Regions from separate parts of the Mus musculus genome. Here all the other regions are linked to region 2. A link is a contact called in public promoter capture Hi-C data. All regions are on one chromosome and are shown on one strand. Each heading gives the region's core, a stretch centred on a gene start, on an enhancer-like site or on the middle of the called end of the contact. The rest is flanking DNA. Distances are from core to core; before and after follow the strand shown. Region 1 overlaps Fbxo42 (F-box protein 42). Region 2 holds the start of Epha2 (Eph receptor A2). Region 3 holds the start of Hspb7 (heat shock protein family, member 7 (cardiovascular)).

Region 1 (4,961 bases), core at 1,637-4,136, 120 kb before region 2:
CAAGATCTGCATTTTTAATTCTTCACTTATGTTACCATGGAGATACTGGATGTTCATACTCATTTAACTAAAAGTAGAGCACAGCCCCTACCCCCAACCGCTTCCCTTCCTTAATTTAGTGAATGTCTCTATCATCTTAAATACACGGTGTCTAGGTATTGGATTCATTCTCAAATCTTGCCCTCAGGATACAAAGCTGGATGTGTTAGTGTATCTCTGCACTTCGTAGAGCAAGGAGGGTCAGTGCAAGGAGCCCTGGCTGCTTAGTGAGTTTGAGCTCAGCCTGGGCTACCTGAGATTCTGTGTAAAACAAAACAAAAAGTCAGTGTCTATTGTGCCTCCGCCCTTTTCTGTTTCCCTTTCTCAGTCGTTACCCCTCAGCCACATCTCAGTACATCCCTCTCTTTCCCCCTTGTGGTGCACAAGCATGAATCGAGTCCTGCCCCATCTCCCTTCTGAGTGGCCTCTTTCCTCTCTCCACCTCAAGCTGCACTGAACTAAAGCTAGCCCCTCCTTCCTACAACAACAGAAAAAGCCACATTGTTCACACACTGCCCTGACCTCCCTGCTGTGGAGACTACACTTTCCCTCTGCTCTTCTGAACAGGGGCACCTTCCTCACAGTCCCTGGTAAGAAGCTTTGTCAGCCAACAGCAAAGATCTTTGCATCTGGGAATCAGGTTCCTTGGGCTTCTTACCCAGTTTCTGTATTTGTAAGATGTATGTGGCAAATTGTTTATGAAGTATGGTTGAGAAAAAATCATAATGTCTCCTCCAGTGCTTGTCCCTTGAGGACAGGTCCCACATAGTAGATATCCTTGGACTTAGCACCTAGTTGTAGTTCATGGCTAGTTCTAGAGTGACTATGCCTTTCCAATGAGAAATCACTCCACACACTTGGAGATTAATAAAGGAACAAGCTCTTTAAAGAATGTTGGGCTGTGGCTAATGCCCCAAGAGGAACCAGCCTCAAATAGAAGATCTTCTAGCTTACATGCATCTTACTTAGGCTTACGAATTTCACATACCCCTTACATCATCCTTACATCTCCTTCTGGTCCCAGCCCCTTTCCCCTAGCCCCATTCACACTTTGAACAATTTAGACAGGGTCAGAAGTTCAAATCTAGCCACTTAGGCAGATGGGACTTCTACTCAGCAAAGATACTGGCAGAATTGTTTTAGTATACCAGTGTTATTCTTTCTCAAATAGTTGTTATTCATCTGACAGAATTATGCTTTTCTCAGGAAGAGAACTGAGGGTGCCAGGACTGTACATGGTCTGTGACCCTGTGGCAGGCCTGGCCAGCACACCATACATCCTTTGAGTGTTTGGGAGGCAGCGCCCTTAGTTAAGTTCTGGTTTGTTTCTTGATGTCTCCAAAGCAGATCTACTAGTGAATCCTTCAAGTCTATTTGAGTATCTCCTCCATCAGTATTAACAGATTTTAATAATTGTCAAGATTTGTAGGCTTAAACAGCAACAAATATGGTTTATCAGGGAAAGGTACCTACCAACAAGCCTAAAAGCCAAAGTTCAATTACTAGGACCCACACAACAGAGAGAACCAACTCCTGAAAATTATCCAACTTCCACATATGTGCCATGATGCACACACACACCTGGAAAAAACAAAACAAAACAAAACTTAAAAAGCCATAGGCATAATAAATATATGTCAAGCACAAGATCTTTCCTATGTTAAAAGCCAGGGACACTCTTGACTCTAGCTGCATATGTATCAAAAGATGGCCTAGTTGGCCATCACTGGAAAGAGAGGCCCATTGGACTTGCAAACTTCCCAGTACAGGGGAATGCCAGGGCCAAAAAGTGGGAGTGGGTGGGTAGGGGAGTGAGGGGGAGGGTATGGGGGACTTTTGGGATAGCATTGGAAATGTAAATGAGGAAAATACCTAATAAAAAAATTAAAAAAAAAAAAAGCCAGGGACAGAAAAGGCAGGTGAAGTTTCACTTGGTGAATGTCTGCAAGCCTAATCATGACAGCCTTGGTAAATGGCGGATACTCTTGTCAGATTACTATAGCCAATTCCCAACATTGTAAGCCTTGAAGTGTTTAGGATTCTCATACAGTCAGGTAGTTCCACACACTGCTGATCTGGCTCCTGCGGGAGCCTGCATGCCCAGGCTGGATTCCCACCCTTGGCTGTCTTGAGTTATGTAATTACAGGCCTTATCAAATATGTTCCAGCTTGTAGCTGGGAGACACATGACAGCATCGCTTCTTCCAGCATGGGATAAACGCCTCAGGGCCTTTCCCTGGTGACAGTAGGGAGTTTAACATCTGAACGTCTGAACGTTAAAAGAGTGTGCAGCTCACCCAGGGACCATTGGGGACTGCTCAGACACTGTAGAAATCCAGATTCCTGAAAATCTTGCACCTAAGATGATTGTAGTTCAGTAGAAAACTATTGTGGTCTGTGGAGAACTGTTGGCTTTGCCTGGATAGTGTTGGCGACTTGAGATAAGTGTCTTTGTTATAGTTGTTCGTGTACAAGTTTGGGAATTTAACAGGTGGGATACACAGGTTCTACAATCTTAGTGCAGTACTCACACTGCTGTGAGCTCTGACTGTGCGACATTCCAGGGGTCTGGATGTTGTGGAAGGAAAACCTACTTGGGTGGAGAACTTGAGAAAACAGCAAGGTTGGGAAGGACTGAGACCTGCTCACTGTCCTCATCTCGTGGGGCGTTCCCGCTGCTGTCACCACACAGTCTCATCCAAGCAGGCAGTAAGCAGAGTGATTGGGGTGCTTGCTAGACTGTTGGGATGTCTATTTTCTTTCTGAATTTTGAGATAGAGTCTTGCTATGTAGCCTCGGCTGGCCTGGAACTCATTCTTTGCACTGTTGTCCTTGAGCTTATTGACTAAGCGTGCTTCCTGTCCAGTAGTGTGATGTGCTCTCGCTCTGTTAGATCTGAGTTCTGAACATTGTGTTCCAGATTGATGCTTTCTTTTCTCTCTAGCTTCACCGGTCACTGAAACTCAGCTCTGTCACTCGTGTTTCAGTACCTTACTGTCGGCCCTGTTTCCTGCTTCAGAAACCTTTGTTTGTTCAGAGAGAAGCAGGAAAGTGCAGCCTGCACTATTTTAGTATAGGATTAAAATACATGTGAAGGACCTCATGGGGCCCAACTGGCTGGGTTTTCAGTCCAAAAAGAGGAGAAGAATGTTTGCTATCTCTTTGAAAAATAAAGGCACTCTGCTCTTTTGATACATGAGGGAAGCTGCTACGAAGAGTCTGTGTAGACGAAGGCGACATAAGCTGGACTTTACAATCCTATAAGGAGATCAGGGACTTGCAGCATCATTTATTTTACATACTGCCGTGTGGTTCCTGGGTCATCGGGCCTGACAGCAAGCACCTTTGCCCACTGAGCTGGCCTGGACTCACTTTTCCAGGTGCCACTGTAATGAAGAGCAGTTTACACTTCAGACGCTCTAGAGGACTGTCAGTCAGGTAGTTCTCTCAGTGGCTCTGTCACTGGAGTTACTTGTCTATCCCGAGTCTGCCACAAGCCAGGTGGGTAAGCCATACCCGTCTCCTCCTAGTGCTCAAGAGGTCACCACAAGCTCAAGGCAAGCTGTGCAGTGAGACCAAGATAACCTGGAGCTGCTGAGTGTCCCTAATGGAAATGGAGGTGTTGCACTGGGAGTTACCCTCTTCCCTCTCAAGCCTTTAACTTAACCGCTGGTTATTTGTAGTTCTTAACAAATGTGAGCAATGGAACTTTAGTAGACTCTTACTTTTTACTCTATTTATTTATATTTTATTTTGGGATAGGAGCTCACGCTGTGAGCTGGAACTTGCTTTGTAGAACATGCTAGACTCTATTTTTAAAATAGACTGCCTGCCTGCCTGCCTGCCTGCCTGCCTGCCTGCCTGCCTGCCTGCCTGCCTGCCTTCCTTCCTTCCTTCCTTCCTTCCTTCCTTCCTTCCTTCCTTCCTTCCTTCCTTCCTTCCTTCCTTCCTTCCTTCCTTCCTTTCTTCCTTCCTTCCTTCCTTTCTTCAGAAAAGATGGATTGATTGATTATATGTAAATACACTGTAGCTATCTTCAGACACTCCAGAGGAGGGCATCAGATTTCCTTATGGGTGGTTGTGAGCCACCGTGTGGTTGCTGGGATTTGAACTCAGGACCTTTGGAAGAGTAGCTAGTACTCTTAACCGCTGAGCCATCTTTCTAGCCCTCTAAAATAGACTTTCTTGTTGTGAAGACAAAGTAACTCATTTAGCATAGATTCAAAATTATTATTATAAGATTTTAAATTTTTATTGTGTATGTATGGTGTTTCCCTGCATGTATGTCTTTGCATCATGTGCACTCAGTGCCCTCGGAAGCCAGAAGAGGCTATCAGATTCTTGGAACTGGAGTTACAGATGTTATAAACCTCCGTGTGGGTGCTAGGAATTGAACCCTAGTCCTCTGGAAGAACACCCGGTGCTTTTAAATATTCTTTTTTTTAATGTAGAGTGCTCTGCTGCATGTCAGAAGAGGGCATCAGATCCCTTTATAGATGGTTGTAAGCCACTGTGTGGTTGCTGAGAATTGAACTCGTGACCTCTGGATGAACCGCCAGTGCTCTTAATTGCTGATCCATTTCACCAGCCTCAGAAGGTAGTATTTAAAGGCTGGCTGGGCATGGTGGTGCACACTTTTAATCTCAGCATTTAGTAAGCAGAGGCAGGAAACTGTCTGTGAGATGTGGGCCAGCCTGGTCTATGTACAGAGTTCCAGGACAACTGTGGCTACATAGATTCTGTCTACAAATGAGCAACTGCCATCCCCCCCCAAAAAAAACAACAACCCAGAACACTTAAAGTCACTGGAGTGGGTACTGGGCAATCGTGAGAGCCAGTGTGTCATATTGCCACATTTTTGTGGTCAATGCAGTGGCAGCCATGTGGTCATTTGCTCCTTCACTGGGATTACTGGGGCACTA
Region 2 (4,499 bases), core at 1,344-3,843:
TACTCATATAAATAAAAATAAATACATCTTTTTAAAAAGTTTTCTGATGAATATCTGGATGCTGGATGGGTACTGTCTGTCTTCTACAAACCTCTCCTTCCTTTCTTTCTTACTTACTTACTTTCTTTCTTCCTTCCTTCCTCTCTCTCTCTCTCTCTCTCTCTCTCTCTCTCTCTCTCTCTCTCTCACAGGGTCTCATGATTTAGCCCTGGCCATCCCTCTCTCTATAGACCAGGCTGGCCTTAACCTCCCATCACTCTGTCTGCTTCTGCCTCTGCAGTGCTGGGATCAAAGTTCTGCACCATGATGCCCTGGCCCACAATATGTTTTCTAGTATTCAAATACCCAAAATACAGAACCTGTAAATATCACGTCAGACGTATATAAGGTGTTACAGACAATGGACGGAGCTGGATATGGTGGTGCACACCTGTAAGCCTCGTACCAAGGGAGGCGGGGTTGGGGGAGGATCAGGAATTCAAGGCTAGCCTTGCCTCTGTCGGTCAGTCAGTCGGTTGGCTAGAGACCTTGTCAACAGTCAGATCCAGGGGCTGGGGAGAGGGCTCAGTAGCTGAGAGTGTTTCCTGTTCTTTGGTGAACTTGAATTCAGTTTCAAGTACATACATCGGTGGCTCATCACTGTCTGCCTGTAACTCCAACTCCAGGGGATCCCATGCAGTCTTCTGGCCTCATAGGCACCCAACAAACACACACATACCAAGAAAAAAAAGTCAAAACAAAACAAAAGGAACTGACAGGAAATCAACACAAACCACAAGGTCCCCAGCCTAGCGTATCCAACAGAACACTTACCCATACCATGTGTACACTGCACACATGTTCCACTCATCTCGATACACGTGCACGTGCCTGTCCGCAGGACCTTGCTTGGCACACCACAGTCCCTGCCTCCCCAGATGTGATTTCCTCTTGTTGAACCGCATGTAACCGTAATAACAGCTGAGATTTGACTCGAGGGTCTGAGTCCCAGTCTGTGCGGTTTCCATGCGCGACCTTATTTGATCTTCACAGCGGGCTTTTTCCAAGTAGGTCCCTAGTGTCCCCAGGGAGCACGGGGAGGCTCAGAGGAGCAGACTGATTTGTCCAGACTTTGACTGCTGCCCCCTCCTCTGTGCTCCCCGCTGCTGAGAGGCCTGTGGCACACTCAGGTACACACAGGTCCTCTCACACTGGAGCACACACTTGCATACACATCAACACGTCCACGCTCGATATAACACACAAGTCGCTCACGGATTCCCATACACTAACCCTTATGACCCAGCTCAGATGCTCCGGTACTTCATCCAAACATGCTCACACATACATGTCCAGCCACTCTCCTTCTCAGAAGACATAGCCTTCTCTCCCATCATCCATCCCTGATCAAAGGCTTTAATTAACCCCAACACCTATAATTAACCCTTTCTCTCCCCCTCCAGGGGAAATGTCTGAACCCGTTTCTCAGAAACAGGCGCCAAGGCCAAGCTGGTGGGTAGGACCCCAGGAGGAGCACCTGGTACCAGAGTTGTATAATATGGGCCAGGATGACCAGGGACTGGGGAGTCACAGAGAGGAAGGCCAGGGACTAGGAGGTGGGCAGAAAGGTCCACGGAGAACCAAGCCTGCTACAGCTGTTCCCTTTCCACTGGCCAAATGGTAACAGAGCAACAGGCAGTTGTGGGTGACTGGACTGGCTGCCTGGTTCACTTCACATCCGTTTGTTTCACTGACTCTAGACGCCAAGAGAAGAGATGAACTCAGATTTGAGGAACCTTGGCAGAGGAAGGGTGGGTAGGAGGCAGACATCCCCAAGGTATCAAAACGTAATCTCATTCTGTCACCCAGGGATCAGGGGACAAGGGTGTTCTGTTGGAGTTCAGAGGCAGAGGTCAAGAGTTACCCATGAGGGTGTGTGCTGGGTCCCCAAATGGAAGTGGTTAAAGCAGGTCAGGGCCCAGCTTCAAGTCCTGTGACTTGTCTGTGACTGTTGAGTTGTGCAGCCTTTGGGTATCCTAGGGTACCTTGGAACCTTATCTTAAGCCCTCCACTCTAAAGTGAAGACACCTGCATGTCTGACATGTTCCCAGAGGCACTACTCTTGGTACACAGCTTAGAGGACCTTCCTGGGTGTGGCATATCTTCTGGGGGACTCAGGAGCAAGTGTGTATGTGTGTTTGTGTGTGTGTGTGTGTGTGTGTGTGTGTGTTATCAGGAGTTCTTGTTCTTGTTCTTTTTCTTTTTCTATTTTTTGGTTTTTTGAGGCCCTTTGCTACGGAAGCTTCTACTTCTCAGATTTACAATTCACATCTTGAAGCCCAAGGGCAAAAGGGGAGAGTAGGCACAAATTCATTCCACATATTTGGACACTAACCCTGGTGGCGCTTTGAAATGAGAAATCTCCTCAAGGTTTGCACACGAAGGCCCACGCACTGGCCCCCTCAATCCTCCCCAAATTCCTGACCTCCCCCCCAACCCCAACTTCCCTCTGGCTTCCCCGCCCTCTAGTCAGGGTGTCAGTCCGGCCCCTTTAAAGACATTCCTGAGGGCGTGGTTTCGGTGACGTCAGCGCAGGGCATGAATGAACAGGAGCGGGTTCTCACCCAACTTCCATTAAGGACTTGGAGCAGGAGGGTAGAAGTTGTCTCTGTCGGCGGGCGGGCAGGATTGGGGCACCGAGACCGGCGTGCGGACAGCAGGGATCGCGGGGAGCGAGGGGTGCGGCATGGAGCTCCGGGCAGTCGGTTTCTGCCTGGCGCTGCTGTGGGGTTGCGCGCTGGCGGCCGCGGCGGCACAGGGAAAGGAAGGTGAGTGTCTACGCGGTCGGTGGCCGCAGCCTAGCAGGGACTCCGGGACATGGGACCCCGGGCGCCCCAGCCTCCTCTCTGGGACGCACCTTTGGAAACTGACTTATGGCTGCTGGGTCTCAGTGCGCAAGGTTAGGCAGAGCGCGCGGGCTGCGGTCCGGAACGATCTTGGGGATCCATACCCTGAGATCCTAGGTTCTCTGGAACTAAGGGATCTCGGCTGGGGCGCGCAGGGCTCGGAGGCCGCGGGAAGGGGGACGCGGCGCCCGCCACGCGGTTTCAGCCCTGTGGCGGCTTCTGGAGCGGGACCCCCGCAGGGCGCTCTCGGTCCCTCAGAGGAAAGGACGCTCAGTAGGGTTTTCCCGGCGATCAGCCTCTTAGTAACCCGAGTTCACTTAACTCATCATCTGCCCCGATTTCTCGCGGAAGGCATTTGGATGCAGGCCCTGCTTTTTGGGGAGGGGTCCTCTCGGTGCCCTGCACCAAGCAAAAGAGTCTCTCTACGCCCCATCCGATTTTTCACTGGGGTCCTTTGGGCCAGCATTGGGAGCGCCTGGGGTCAGCCCCGGCCACTCACACCTTCCCTCCTTCCCAAGCTGCCCTCCCAGGTTCGGGAGACAGGTTAAGGGCTGGGAGCGAGTACAGGAAGTCCCAAAGTCAAGTGTTCTGAGCAAGGGGTGACTCAGAAGGAGGAAATGCGGCAGGTGGGGTTGCGGCTTCCCGCGGTGTGGAGCCGTCATCTCGGGGCCACGGGGAGCCCAGGCACCTGGAGGTGGGGGAGTGAATCACCTGCCCCCGCCCCAGCGTCTTGGAGCCACGCAAGGTGAGGGGGCCCGCACAGGTTGCCTTTGCTCAAGGCCGCAGCCGGGGGTGTGCTTGGGGGCGTTGTCCCTCAGCTAGGGTCTCCGAGAGGGTGGGAATTCCTGCCCTGCCCTTGGCCGAGGATCTTCCTGTCTACCCAGCCGGAGCTAGCTGGCTTCCGTTTCCCACAGCAAAAACTTTTCTCTGCTTTTGGGCATAGCAAGTCTTCTGCCGACTCCAGCTAGGGGTCGGGGGGTGAAGCGCAGAGGAACCCTTTGGGGTGAGAAGTTTCCTTATTCTTTTCGCCTTCCACGTTGGGAGGGTAAAAGGCCAGACTGGAGCTCTTGAAGGGTGGAGAGTTAGGGGTAAACGGGGTGTTAGATCCTGGCCCTGTCTCGAGGAAGGGCCAAAGTTGCTTTTGCCAAGGTGTGAACAGGGCAGGGATTCTGAGATCCTAACTCCCCTCCCTGATCCAGCTTGTGGCTCCCTCTTCCTGGGTACTGTGGTTGGGGAGCAGGGAAAGACAGCTGGGACTGCTAGAGGCCTTCCTGGGCTGCCACGGAGTTGAGGATTAGACGTCTGCTTGCTTTGCTGTGCGGGCTCCTGACCCCCGCCCCGGGGCTCCTGACCACCGCCCCGAGCCCCCACCAGGGAAGCCTCAAACAATCTTGTACTTGTGCCTCTGGGTGCATCTGTCAGCCTCGCCCCAGCCTTTGCGATTAATCCCGTTCTGCATGGGATCGAGGAGAAAAAAGGGTGCATATCGCTCGTGGTTGTGGAAAATTCTTGTCTAAGCTCCGCACTCCTCAGGAACACTGTGTCTGTGTGAGGGGTTGGGATGTGTGTGTTGGGAGTGGGGTCGTGACCTAGTTGGTTGCACTTCCCTAGGGG
Region 3 (4,928 bases), core at 1,761-4,260, 120 kb after region 2:
AAGCTGAGACAGGACTGCCAGGGTAACACCCTCTTAAATGCACTAACCCTACCTGCCATTCCCCTACCCCAAGAAGGCCTTCCTCCTAGCCTCAGTGCCAGGAGCCACAGAGGCAGCTACCGGGCTAGGACAGCTCCGAAGCCAGAGAGGATCTGTCACCAACTCCTTCCTCACTCGGGTCCTTGGTCACTTCTGTCCCATGAGTCTTGCGGCATGGCTTGCCTGCCTCATTCACCTAAGTTTCCCAGGCCCAAACATCACCCAAGAGGTGTTCTGTAAACAGATTCCTAACTCTGGCCTTCAGGCTGGCTGGAGCTGAGGGCAAAGAATTCCTGGTCCTCAGAAGTCCATTCAGAAGTAAGTATGTATATATGTATGTATGTATGTATGTATGTATGTATGTATGTATGTATGTATGTATGTATGTATTAAATCACCAGGCTTATTTTTTAAAGATTTATTTATTATTATACACAAGTACACTGTAGCTGTCTTCAGATGTGCCAGAAGAGGGCATCAGATCTCATTACGGGTGGTTGTGAGCCACCATGTGGTTTCTGGGATTTGAACTCAGGACCTTCGGAAGAGCAGTCAGTGCTCTTACCTTCTGAGCCATCTTGCCAGCCCCCAATCACCAGGTTTATTTTGGGCTGGAGAGATGGCTCAGTAGTTAAGAGCACTTGTCCCTGAAGAGGACCCCTGTTCGATTTCCAGCCCCCCACTTACAACCATCCATAACTCCAGTTCCAGGGGATCCAATATCCTCTTCTGGTCTCCATGGGCACACAGCATGCATGTGGTACCCAAGTATACATGCAGACAAAACACTCACTCGCTTATTTTCTTTTTAATTGTGTGTCTATGTGTGGGTGAATGAGTGTAGTACCCACAGAAGTCAGAGGATGGTGTTGGATGCCTTGGAACTGGAGTTCGAGGTGGTTATGAGCTGCTGTTGTGGGTGCTGAGAGCCAAAGTCAGGTCCTCAGCAAAAGCAGTATGCTGAGGTATCTCTGCAGCCACCAGAAAGTATGCTGAGGTATCTCTGCAGCCACCAGAAAGTATGCTGAGGTATCTCTGCAGCCACCAGAAAGTATGCTGAGGTATCTCTGCAGCCACCAGAAAGAATGGGGGGAGCACCTGTGTTTGTGAAAATGCTCCCAGAAAGGAAGATGCCCCAAATGTAAGGGACTGAACCGTCATCTTTTTGGGAATTTTGATTTGGAGTATGTATGTATGTATGTATGTATGTATTGTGTATGTATGTATGTATGTAGTATGTATTATGTATGTATGTAGTATGTATGTATGTATGTATACTAATTTGTGTGTAAAAATGCTTGCCTGCCTATATGTCTGTGCACCACATGTGTGCCTGGTGCTCGTTGTGGAACCAGAAGAGGGCATTGGAGCGCCTGGATCTGGAGTTACAGAGTGTCCTGAGCCACCACGTAGCTGGGAATCACACCCTGGTCCTCTGGAAGAGCAGCCAGTGCTCTTACCTACTGAGCTACCTCTCAGCCCCTGAGGTTCTTGGTTTTTTGTTTTTGGTTTTTGGTTTTTCGAGACAGGGTTTCTCTGTATAGCTCTGGCTCTCCTGGAACTCACTCTTGTAGACCAGGCTGGCCTCGAACTCAGAAATACGCCTGCCTCTGCCTCCCGAGTGCTGGGATTAAAGGCGTGCGCCACCACGCCCCGCTCGAGGTTCTTGTTTTTGACAGTCTCATACTTGTGTACGATCCACTGAGATCGCCTTCACCGCACTCCCAGATTCTCTGTCGCCCCGCCCCTATGCTCCTTCCTGCTAACACCCCCGCTTTTATGCAAAGGTTCCTCTTTTCCCCAGGCCCCATGCAGACAGCCACGGCTTCTGTGTAGTCATGCTTGCAAGGTCATGTCATCCGCAGGTGACAGCACCCCACCACACACCTCCCTCCATCCTCCCATCCCCTCTCTGTGGTGCTCCTTGGACTTTGGAGAGGCTATTGTTTTGGGTGTTTTTCAAACAGGGTTTCAGGAATAATGACCTCCAGCTTCCTATGAAGCCGAGGCTGACCTTGAACTCCCGATCCTCCAGGGGCAACAGGCATGTCCCACCACACCCAACTATGGACCAGATCGGCTCTGAAACTCCTCTCGTCTCTGGGATCTGGCAGAGAAGCATGTCTGGTGTCAGGAGAATGACCTTGGTGACCTTTCGAGGTCCTGCCTGGCCACTGAAGCCAGCACTCAATATTTATGTGGATGACTGCTCAGGAGTGTGGGGAAAGGAGGGGGGATGGTGGGCGGGCGTGGGGGAGTAAAGCGAGCTGACACCCAGCGGCAGTGACTCAGGCCCTCAGCACCGTGACAGTGACAGCGTGTCTGCTTTTAGCTGGTGGCTCTTGTGTCCCTGGCGGGCTTCTCCAGGGGGCCCCCCACCTCTGTCTGTCTCACCTCAGTACCGGTGAGCCTCTGAAGCCTTGCCAGACACACTTCAGCTGGGACTGGCAACACAAACTAAAGTTGCAGTAGGAATCTGGGGGTTGACAGAGCCCTCTATCTCCAGCCATTATTCTGGCCCCCAGCTGTGTCCAGTCCTGTTCTCACTTCACAAATCACTGGGGATGCAGCTGGAGCCAAAGACAAGAAGGGCGGTCCCCACACCTTCAGGAACTCGCAGGTTGATGGGGAAAGACAGGTGAACCTCCTCAGGATTAGGGACTAGGGGAAACCACAGAGAGGTCTCAGAACTCACAAAAACTGTCACTCTGCCAGGTGTTGGGGGACTCTGAACAGAAGGAGCCCTGTGTGGGCTGGAGAAAGCAGAGGCTTCCATGGGAGAGCGAGAGGAGGTGGTTATATGGGGAGGTGAAGATCTGGAGAAGTGTACTCCAAAATTAAGGCATGGGCTGAGCGCTTCCCTAGGCTTCTGCCTCCTGCCCAGCATCAGAATCCGGGATTCTACTCAAAAGTCAACGGAAAAAGAGGAGATTCTCGGACACAGGGGTCTAGCACATCTGGATGGAATCCCAGCCATTCCAACGTACTTAGGTTCAGCCCACCCCTCCTAGGAGGCTGTATTTCCTGGTCTGGAAACTGGCCTCAAAGCTCCTCTTTTTGAGTTGTGTTAAGATCAAAGAGGGCTCTGCTGGGAAGAGACAGCAGTGGCCAGAGACATCGTGGAAGCCGGAGCTAAGGCACCTGTCAGCGGTCGACCTTACCTGGATGTGAAATCATGTGACTAGGACGCTTGGGCAGACACCAACTCTGAGCCTGAGGTAGAGCGAGCAGACTGTTCCCAGCAACTTTGCCCCTTAGACCTTTCGTGTTATCTGCTCTTTCCCTGAAGCTGGGCCCAACCCCACCCCCACAGCCTCAACTCCAGCCGCCAGCTCTCTTTTCCTCTGCCTCTTATGGTCCTGGGAGTGGGGATAAGGTGAAGAATCACCAGTCCCTGTGGCAGATGACAGGGGTCACCCACACGTTCTATCTCCCCTCCCTGGGCTTTCTCAGCCTTCCCTAAGAGATAGCTGGACCTGGAGCGCCTCGGAATCCCTCGGGGTACCTGCATGTATATACTCTCTCCTCAGGAGTCTAATAAGGGAGGCACAGGCCCTGGGGGGCACAGTACAAGAGGAGAGGAGGGTCCCAGGCTATCGAGGGGACCAACAAACCACGAAGTCCTGGGGACAGGCACAGGGCAGGACCCACCCCCTGCCCTGGCAGGTACAGAGGTCCTTGGGGCTGGAGCTCTGGACTAACAGTGCCAGGTGGTGAGCTCAGCCTTGCAACCCTGCCCTCCTGTGTCGGGCTGTCAGCAGAGCCGTTTCTCCCAAGAAGATTTCCAGGCCCCTCTGGGCAATGAAGAGGCCTAAATTTAGCCAGCAGACAAGGGGCTGGCCTCGAGCCCAGGGACAGTTGGGCCTTATAAAGCGCTGGCAGTCAGGGGCCCCGGCACGCTTCCGTGGAGGCCTGGACCCACTCGTTTCTCCAGCCCAGCCCCTGCCCGTCTGGACAGGGACCCCCGCTGCCTGTGGATGAGCCATCGGACCTCCTCCGCCTTCAGAGCGGAGAGAAGCTTCCGTTCCTCTTCCTCCTCCTCCTCCTCCTCTTCTTCTTCGGCCTCCCGTGCCCTTCCAGCCCAGGACCCACCCATGGAGAAGGCTTTGAGCATGTTTTCAGACGACTTTGGCAGTTTTATGCTGCCCCACTCGGAGCCCCTGGCCTTCCCAGGCAAGTGCTGGGGCTCTGAGGGGAGGGGAGGGCCACAGGTGGGGGACATCTGCTCCAGGCCATCGCCGAGCATGCTGTGGCCACCCACCTGCCAGACATAGGTGCCGCATGGGTCACAGCCATATGTGGCTGTCAAGGTAGACCTGGCCACCAAGACAGATGTGGCTACGATATAGGTGGGCTACCTGGGACCCTAGGGGTGAGATGTGAATCAAATAGTCTCATATGGCCAGTGTCATAGCGGGAGCCCTGGAGGGCTGGCGCTGGGACTGAGGGGCGGCTGGCCCTTCAGAGCTTCCAGGTCAAATTGCTAAAGGGGGAACTTGTCTGCGTAGACACAGATTGAGGTGCGTGAGGCTCACCTCACTCCATCCCTCGGGGACAAGGTAGGCTGCAAAAGTGAGGCGAGGGGCTGTTGTCTGGGAGAGTCACTCATTTCCCCAAGAGAAGAGCAGAGACCCTGAGGGTCTGAGGCTCCGGCTTGCCTGGTGCCCAGCTTATATAGCAGCCTTGCCCACAGCCCGTCCCGGGGGCCAAGGAAACATCAAGACCCTCGGGGATGCCTACGAGTTTACAGTGGACATGAGAGACTTCTCCCCTGAAGACATCATTGTCACCACCTTCAACAACCACATCGAGGTGCGGGCTGAGAAGGTGAGTCTGGCCCCTGGCCCGCCCCAGGGTCCCCACCTTTGCTCCTGCACTCTGCCTGGTCT

The links. Promoter capture Hi-C pulls out the DNA fragments that hold promoters and counts their contacts. Capture Hi-C pulls out chosen DNA fragments and counts their contacts.
Region 1: a promoter capture Hi-C map of liver shows a contact between it and region 2. The contact joins the enhancer-like site here to the promoter of Epha2 in region 2. A contact is called at or near these places in 2 of 39 promoter capture datasets (embryonic stem cells and liver), 2 of 484 Hi-C or Micro-C datasets (embryonic stem cells and epiblasts), 5 of 115 datasets of contacts at active chromatin or transcription factors (CD8 T cells and embryonic stem cells) and 3 of 9 other capture datasets (adipose tissue, liver and pancreatic islet).
Region 3: a contact with region 2 is called in a promoter capture Hi-C map of adipose tissue. The contact joins the promoter of Hspb7 here to the promoter of Epha2 in region 2. A contact is called at or near these places in 11 of 39 promoter capture datasets (the 3T3-L1 cell line, 3T3-L1-derived adipocytes, cranial neural crest and 7 more), 1 of 15 datasets of contacts at CTCF or cohesin (CD8 T cells), 4 of 115 datasets of contacts at active chromatin or transcription factors (embryonic stem cells, memory CD8 T cells and pancreatic cancer cells) and 2 of 9 other capture datasets (adipose tissue and liver).

What each region holds. Positions count from the first base shown.
Region 1 is chr4:141,173,750-141,178,710 of GRCm38.p6, forward strand. The region is part of intron 3 of Fbxo42 (F-box protein 42); the gene reads left to right. Among named protein-coding and RNA genes, the nearest start is that of Fbxo42, 28 kb to the left of the region's middle. Within about 2 kb of position 2,887, at least 14 of the 459 cell types and tissues checked have an H3K27ac peak or open chromatin away from gene starts, as enhancers often do. A contact at or near this core is called in liver and pancreatic islet, where this site is marked.
Region 2 is chr4:141,298,628-141,303,126 of GRCm38.p6, forward strand. Epha2 (Eph receptor A2) reads left to right here and starts at 2,594. Exons shown (of 17, transcript NM_010139.3): 1 at 2,594-2,807. The coding sequence starts at 2,726.
Region 3 is chr4:141,417,769-141,422,696 of GRCm38.p6, forward strand. Hspb7 (heat shock protein family, member 7 (cardiovascular)) reads left to right here and starts at 3,011. Exons shown (of 3, transcript NM_013868.4): 1 at 3,011-4,212; 2 at 4,733-4,866. The coding sequence starts at 4,017.